2 separate regions of the Rattus norvegicus genome follow, and region 1 is linked to region 2. A link is a contact called in public Hi-C data. All regions are on one chromosome and are shown on one strand. The core of a region is the stretch at or near the end of the contact, and the rest is flanking DNA. Distances in the headings are between cores, read along the strand shown.

What was found. Hi-C and Micro-C count contacts between places; a contact is called where the count stands out from the background.
Region 1: a contact with region 2 is called in a Hi-C map of frontal cortex, with 2.3 times the contacts expected there. The contact joins the promoter of Utp14a here to the enhancer-like site in region 2.

The regions. Positions count from the first base shown.
Region 1 is chrX:132,315,362-132,318,834 of GRCr8, forward strand. It overlaps Utp14a (UTP14A small subunit processome component), which reads left to right and starts at 1,879. Exons shown (of 15, transcript NM_001014113.2): 1 at 1,879-1,939; 2 at 3,294-3,369. The coding sequence starts at 1,914.
Region 2 is chrX:132,071,710-132,075,173 of GRCr8, forward strand. LOC134484146 (a long non-coding RNA gene) reads left to right here. Exons shown (of 4, transcript XR_010061552.1): 3 at 2,484-2,612. It also overlaps a transcript of Apln not described here. Among named protein-coding and RNA genes, the nearest start is that of Apln, 18 kb to the right of the region's middle. Within about 2 kb of position 1,667, at least 7 of the 93 cell types and tissues checked have an H3K27ac peak or open chromatin away from gene starts, as enhancers often do.

The sequences.
Region 1 (3,473 bases), core at 629-3,128, 240 kb after region 2:
GGGGCATCTTTTGGGTATATACCCAAGAGAGGTACAGCTGGATCCTCAGGCAGTTCAATGTTCAATTTTCTGAGGAACCTCCAGACTGATTTCCAGAATGGTTGTACCAGTCTGCAATCCCACCAACAATGGAGGAGTGTTCCTCTTTCTCCACATCCTCGCCAGCATCTGCTGTCACCTGAGTTTTTGATCTTAGCCATTCTCACTGGTGTGAGGTGAAATCTCAGGGTTGTTTTGATTTGCATTTCCCTTATGACTAAAGATGTTGAACATTTCTTTAGGTGTTTCTGGCCATTCGGCATTCCTCAGCTGTGACTTCTTTATTTAGATCTGAACCCCATTTTTTTTTTTAAGATTTATTTATTATATATAAGTACACTGTACCTGTCTTCACATCATTAGAGGGCATCAGATCTCATTACAGATGGTTGTGAGCCACCATGTGGTTGCTGGGATTTGAACTCAGGACCTCTGGAAGAGCAGTCAGTGCTCTTAACCACTGAGCCATCTCTCCAGCCCTGAACCCCATTTTTTAATAGGGTTATTTGTCTCCATGCGGTCTAACTTCTTGAGTTCTTTGTATATTTTGGATATAAGGCCTCTATCTGTTGTAGGATTGGTAAAGATCTTTTCCCAATCTGTTGGTTGCCGTTTTGTCCTAACACAGTGTCCTTTGCCTTACAGGAGCTTTGCAGTTTTATGAGATCCCATTTGTCGATTCTTGATCTTAGAGCATAAGCCATTGGTGTTTTGTTCAGGAAATTTTTTCCAGTGCCCATGTGTTCAAGATGCTGCCCCAGTTTTTCTTCTATTAGTTTGAGTGTATCTGGTTTGATGTGGAGGTCCTTGATCCACTTGGACTTAAGGGCAAGAATATTTTTATGCAAGAAGTCTCAGGCTGGCCAAATGCATTTGACCTGCAACCCTGAGAACCTAAATCTAATCCCCTGAAGCCTGATGGTGGAAGAAATTACTACAAGTTGTTCTGATTTCAATATGTGCAGTGTACACATATACACATACAAGTGAGCTCACACACATAGATATATTTATTTAAAAATCAGTATGCCAGACGTGGTACAAGCATGTAATCCCAGCAGGTGGAGTACTGAGGCAACGGGGTCACCAAACTAAGGCTAGCCAGAACTATATACGAACTGTCGTAATAGGACCTTGTGCCTCATGCCTGTGCTACAGTCTGCCAGCGAGCTTTGGCCCGGATAAAACGTGTGTGTGTGTGTGTGTGTGTGTGTGTGTGTGTGTGTGTGTGTGTAAGGGTCCTACTATGTTGCACCAGATGTAGTTGAAGAGACCTTTCTGCCTCATATCTCATTCTTGAGTGACATTTTCTTGTATAGTAAAAGGGAACAGTGATCTGCAATCGCCTGTACACCGGATCAAAAGGAATTTCCCTTAAGATGGAAAGAAACTTGCTCTGTTCACGTCTCGGACGTCTCCGAGATCTTTCTGGCCACTATGCGGGAGTTCAACACAGTCTGGAGCTGGCCAGTCCTGAGTTGTGTGACAGAGTCCAACGGGGCTTGGCTCTGGACGCTTTGTTTGGTTTTGGTTTTAGCTCCGTCCCTGACAGCATTACAACCTCGCCCTCACCTCACTAATCTTGGACGGCAAGAAAACCAAACGCGGGGAAAATAACACAGGTAAGCTTCAAACCTCCAAGAATTGGGACTGCCAAGTCCCACCCACGGACAGTACGGCCCACTGGCAGGCAGCCGGGTTTTAACATCGACCAATCCTGAAGCGCCGCCAATACTTTGCAAACCTCTCCCTGGGCGGAAATGACGAGAATGTCGTGCGTGATTGGCGGAAGCAAAAATTGCTTTGCGGCAGGCAAAGAGGTTGCTCTCTCTTTGGCTTCCGTTCTTGACCCATGTGAGTTACCGGCTACTAAGATGAGCGCGATCAAAGCTACGAAGGGGTAAGACGTAAAAGGGAAAGGAGATTCCCGGGTATATTTGAGGGCTGAATTTCCTGCATTTAGGGAAGTGGAAGCCATCTTCTAACAAACAGTAGTTTGTTTGAGATTCGCCTCCCAAGACCCTGCCAATAGTTAATGTATCGGCGATTAATCCTAAAGCCCCTTAATTTAAATAGATTTCGCTCCTGTTTCTCGGCTCTTAAGTTGCATCGCTATTAGGCCTGATGATCGTCTGCCTCTTGGCAGATTTATTATCGATTTCCTTTAAAGTTACTGTTGATTTCCCTTTGTCACGTGCCCATTTTCTGCCGCTGCCACGCGCGACCTGCGCAGGCAGTTGAGTGCCAAGTTGTGCGAGAGTCATCCACAGTGTTTCTGCCAAGTTGTACGAGAGTCATCCACAGTGTTTCCTCCCCTCTGGTATTTCCTGTGTTACCCCTCAATCTTAGAAAATCTAAATGTAGTCCATTTGGTAATGTTTGCCTAGTAAATACCGAGATCCACTGGTAAGTGTTAGTAGACTCTTCCTAAATTCTAATCACATTAAGCACCCGTTTACTCGTTGGTTTCAATCATTCCCCTATTTCCCCAGTTCTGGGAACAAATTATCACGGTTAAAGTTTCAATAAGTTGCACTTAATCAAGGCACCTGACCGGTGAGAGATGCATAGAAGCATCAGTAGAATGTTTAAAAGGTTACCCATGTCTTAATCCCAGCACTTGGGAGGCAGAGGCAGGCTCTGTGAGTTCTAAGTCAGGCTGGTCTACAAAGCAAGGTCCAGGTCACCTAACGCTACACAGAAAAACTCTCAAAAGAAAAACCAAAAACCACGTTTAAATGGTTAATTAGGAAACTACCTTTGCCTCAAAGGACAGCAGTATCGTCAATGGGAAATTGAAGCACCGTAAGTAATAGAAATATAGTATTAGCCACTAACCAATGTTGTCTTTCCCATGCCGATATTGTCATCTTGGAAGTGATACCTGACTCCCTTCTAAGACAGTTTAACTAATTACCTTCTGTTTTGTTTTTGCACCTCTTCTCAGATAAGAATACTTAGAACTGAACAAACTGATATTTTAGACCAGTAGTTCTCAACCTTCCTAATGCTGCAGCCCTGCAGTTCCTTATGTTGTGGTGACAACCCCACCACCACCATAAAGTTTTGCTGCTTCATAACTGAAATTTTGCTATTGTTTTTAATTGTAACGTGCATAATATCTGATATGTGACTCATGGGAGAGGACCTTTTGGCCCCTGTGGGTCTTGACCCCCAGGTTGAGAACTGTTTGTTCAAAGGTTATTTTAATTAGAAGAGTTGTTTCATGTTTCTATGTTGTCTTTTTAAAACAGCCTTCTGGCTTTGAGCCAGCAGGACGATCTAATGGATTTGCCAACCAACTACCCTTTGAGTGACAGTGAAGATGAGGTAGGTGAGAGCTGTTGAACTGTCTCAAAATGATGGTGATCAAAACATTCCTGGAGACGAAAGGGGAATAAAAATGTGTGTGTAAGGGGAGGTGAATACAATTC
Region 2 (3,464 bases), core at 417-2,916:
ACCAGACTCCTGAGTCAGACATGCGGCCCTGTAAGTCCATACATTCAGAACGTGTGAAAGTGATCGTGCTGCTACTCAAGTCTGAAGGAAGAATTACAGACCTTTTACATCAATTTTATTCATTGTTGTGGCTGTGATATGCATGCAAGTGCACAGTTGCCACAGCACATGTGGGAGTCAGAAGGACAACTGCAGACGTCTCTCCTTCCGCTTTTACATGGCTACAGAAATTGAACTCAGGTCATGAGACCGGCACAGCAAATGATTTGCTTGCTTGAGCCATTCTCCTAGCCCTACAAAACTTTTTTCCTTTCTTTCTTTCTTTCTTTCTTTCTTTCTTTCTTTCTTTTTTTTTTTTTTGTAATTGCTATTTTACTTGAGTTCAATTTAAGACACGGTCTGCTGTGTAGAGCCTCTGCCTCAGCTTTCCAAGTCTTTGGAGTTTAGGTGTGAACTACCACACCCAATGAGTCCAGACCTTTGATGCAATTGATGGGCATACACCTTCCTGAGTTTCCATGGTAACTGGGAATCATCATAGCTATCCGCATCCTAACAAAATCATATGCCTTTTATGGCCCGCAGCTGCACAACGTCGTGAAGAGAGAATGCTTCCCTCTGACATGGCAGTGTGTTGCATGTGGATAATGACAGGGGCCTGGGGTGGGGCGGGGGGTAAGGGGTCTCTAATGACTTGGATGAATCCACCTGCTTCAGCTCATTGTCACCAGAGAGAGGTCATAGGTCAACACTGCTCACAGAATTCTCGGCTGGAGCTCTTAAGTAGCACCCCTTGTGAAGAGATGTTCACCCAGGCTGGTGCACCAGGGTTCACTTTTCCCTGCCTTGAGCTTCCTTTGTTCTGCATTAAATGGACCCAGTCATGCCTGCCTTGATAGCTTGTTCTGAAGAAGACATTATGGCTGGCACAGCAAGCATGTCCTAAACTACTGACTAGCTCATAACAAGTGTGAAAGTCAATTCTGGAAAGTCTGTCCTAAATGCTTTTGCCCTGCCCCACCATGGAACCTTCCCCCCAACACACTTTCTTTTCTTTCTTTTTAGAAATTAACTCCACAAACAGGTAGAAAACCTACAAGTGGGAGTAGTCCCTGGGAAGTCAAAGATTCCAAGTTCGAAATGATCCAAAGTTGAGACTTTTCAAATTGTGTCTCACAGGATTGTGGGTGCCTCCAGGGGACTCTGGTAGGAAGAAGAATGAGACTCAATGGTTGATGCTGAGGGCTTTGATCTTGCTTTGATCCAATTTATCTAGGCTATGGATTTGCAAAGAGTTTGAGAAGTCTGGCAGGGCACTTCTGGCTTTGCTCCTGAACTCAAGTAGCCTAAAAACAGCCGCGGTGAGAGAAGCACGGGACCCCGAAGGTAGCCAAAGCTCTATTTGCTCACACAGGCCAAGCCCCGTTCCCCAGACCCAGGCTGTTTCAACCTGGCACCCTGAGAATCAGACTGGTAAGCAGAGAGAGGCTGAGGAAGGAAACAAATCTGGGTCTTCCCTCTGGGAAGCAAGAGCAGGAGCAAAATCCAAAACACACTGGGCTGGGGGGCCCACCTTCCAGGACATTCTTTGCTGAGGGTGAAGGGTACGGGTCTAATCTGCATTCAGGACAAAGCCGACAGGGTGTTTGAGTGTTGTTGTCATAGAGACTCAGAAAGGTGTTATTAGCATCTTTTCAACTCGGTGGCCCTGTGTGGGCCAGTCCCGTGCAATCTTAGCAGTAGCGCGCTGTCACCCTGGCAACCCATTAGCCTAGTGTTGTTACCATGGAAACTCCAGCGAGGTTGATGGGCCCAAGAACTTCCCTGAGGAGGTATCCTCTGGGGGATCTGCCCTTGGCAGTGCCTATTCCTCAGGTCTCCCAACTGACAGTTGCTTGCTACTCAGACACTGGAGGCATTTGGGGTATTTTTTTTTTCTGGAGTGAGCTCAGATTCTGTATGACAGAAAAGAATTTGGCCCTACAGAGTGGCAAGTCTATGCTTTGTTACCATGGAAATGCTGCTTTTAAGGCTCTCAATGCAGGATGCAAAACTAACTCTTCCAGGCAATTGAGGCCAGCCAGAGAGGAGGCTTGCACTTCACACTCTTGGAGCTCATTCATTCATTTGGCATCACTGAGCACTTATCAATACACTGGGTGCTGTGGATGCTCTGGGTTACAACTAGAGACAAGGCCTGATTACCCACTGTTCTCAGCTGAAAAGAATGTTGAGGTGGATAGAACCATTTTACTTCCTGCTTCAACCCTGCCTTGTTCTCAGCCACTGCATTAGGACCATGGGGTACCAAAGAAGCCTAGGTCCCTTGGGGGATCCGGTGATAAGAGGAGATGTGTGACTGAATGCCAGCCCCCTAAGAGTGGCATCAAGATTTCTCTGAGTTCAAAGAAATCCTCAGTTTTGCTGTATAAGGATGAACAAGATGAATATTTGTATAACATATTCCTTACTTGTATCTTCAGGAAATTTATATCATTGTGCTGTCTGTGTCACTAAAACTTGGGTAAACTTGCCAGAAGAGTCTGCCAGCTACGGCTGTGTGAAACCAAAGCAGGCTACCCTGAGAGATAATGAACTCCTCATTCCTGGAGGTAAGCAAGCAGAGACAAAACAACTGCTGGGCAAGGATTGTATAGACGGTTCAGTCATAGACCTGGACTGCAATCTCTAATTCTTGGCACAGCTTGCTAGCTGTGTGACTTTAGGCAAATTGCTTATTGAACTTTGCTTTCCCTGTCCATAGAAAAGGGAATGAGAGTTTCTGCCTGGTGGAGTTGTCTTGGGGACTCAATGAGTAGGGCAGATGTAAAGCAGACAGAATACCTAGCACATCAGTACTCCATAAATATTAGCTTGCCTTATGATATGATGGTTCAGCTGAAGTTCCCACCAAGTGTGACTGTTAGCTATGCATCCTCCTGCACCATCTAGGGGAGAGAGAGAGAGAGAGAGAGAGAGAGAGAGAGAGAGAGAGAGAGAGAGAGAGAGAGAGAGAGTCTTCCCAAGGGCAGGGCTCTCTGTACCGATCCAGGAGCTTTGAACTCTCTCCACTAGCATGCTTCTAGTAGTGGTTTTCTTTTCAGGTTGCTTTTAGTTTCAATCTCTTCACCGAGCCTAAAGACCCAAACAAGGGGTACAAGGGGTCACGTCCACAGTATAGTAAGGGAAGTGAAGACAGGTGGATGAGTAGGGACCCAGTTATCAAGTGGCAGAGCTGGCATGACAGCTTCCTTTGCGCTACAACCCTTCTCAGAACTTAGGACCACCATATCGAGAGGACAGCAGATGGAAAGAGCAAGGTGTGTGGGGTGGACGAAAGAAGAGCCCTGCCTGGCAGTGGTAATTGGAGGGCAGCCTCCTCCCTTCTTGCACTTGTGCATGAAAGAGTCACAGCCACAATTAGGGGACCCAGCCAGGGTACATCTTAGAAATGCTAAGGGTGT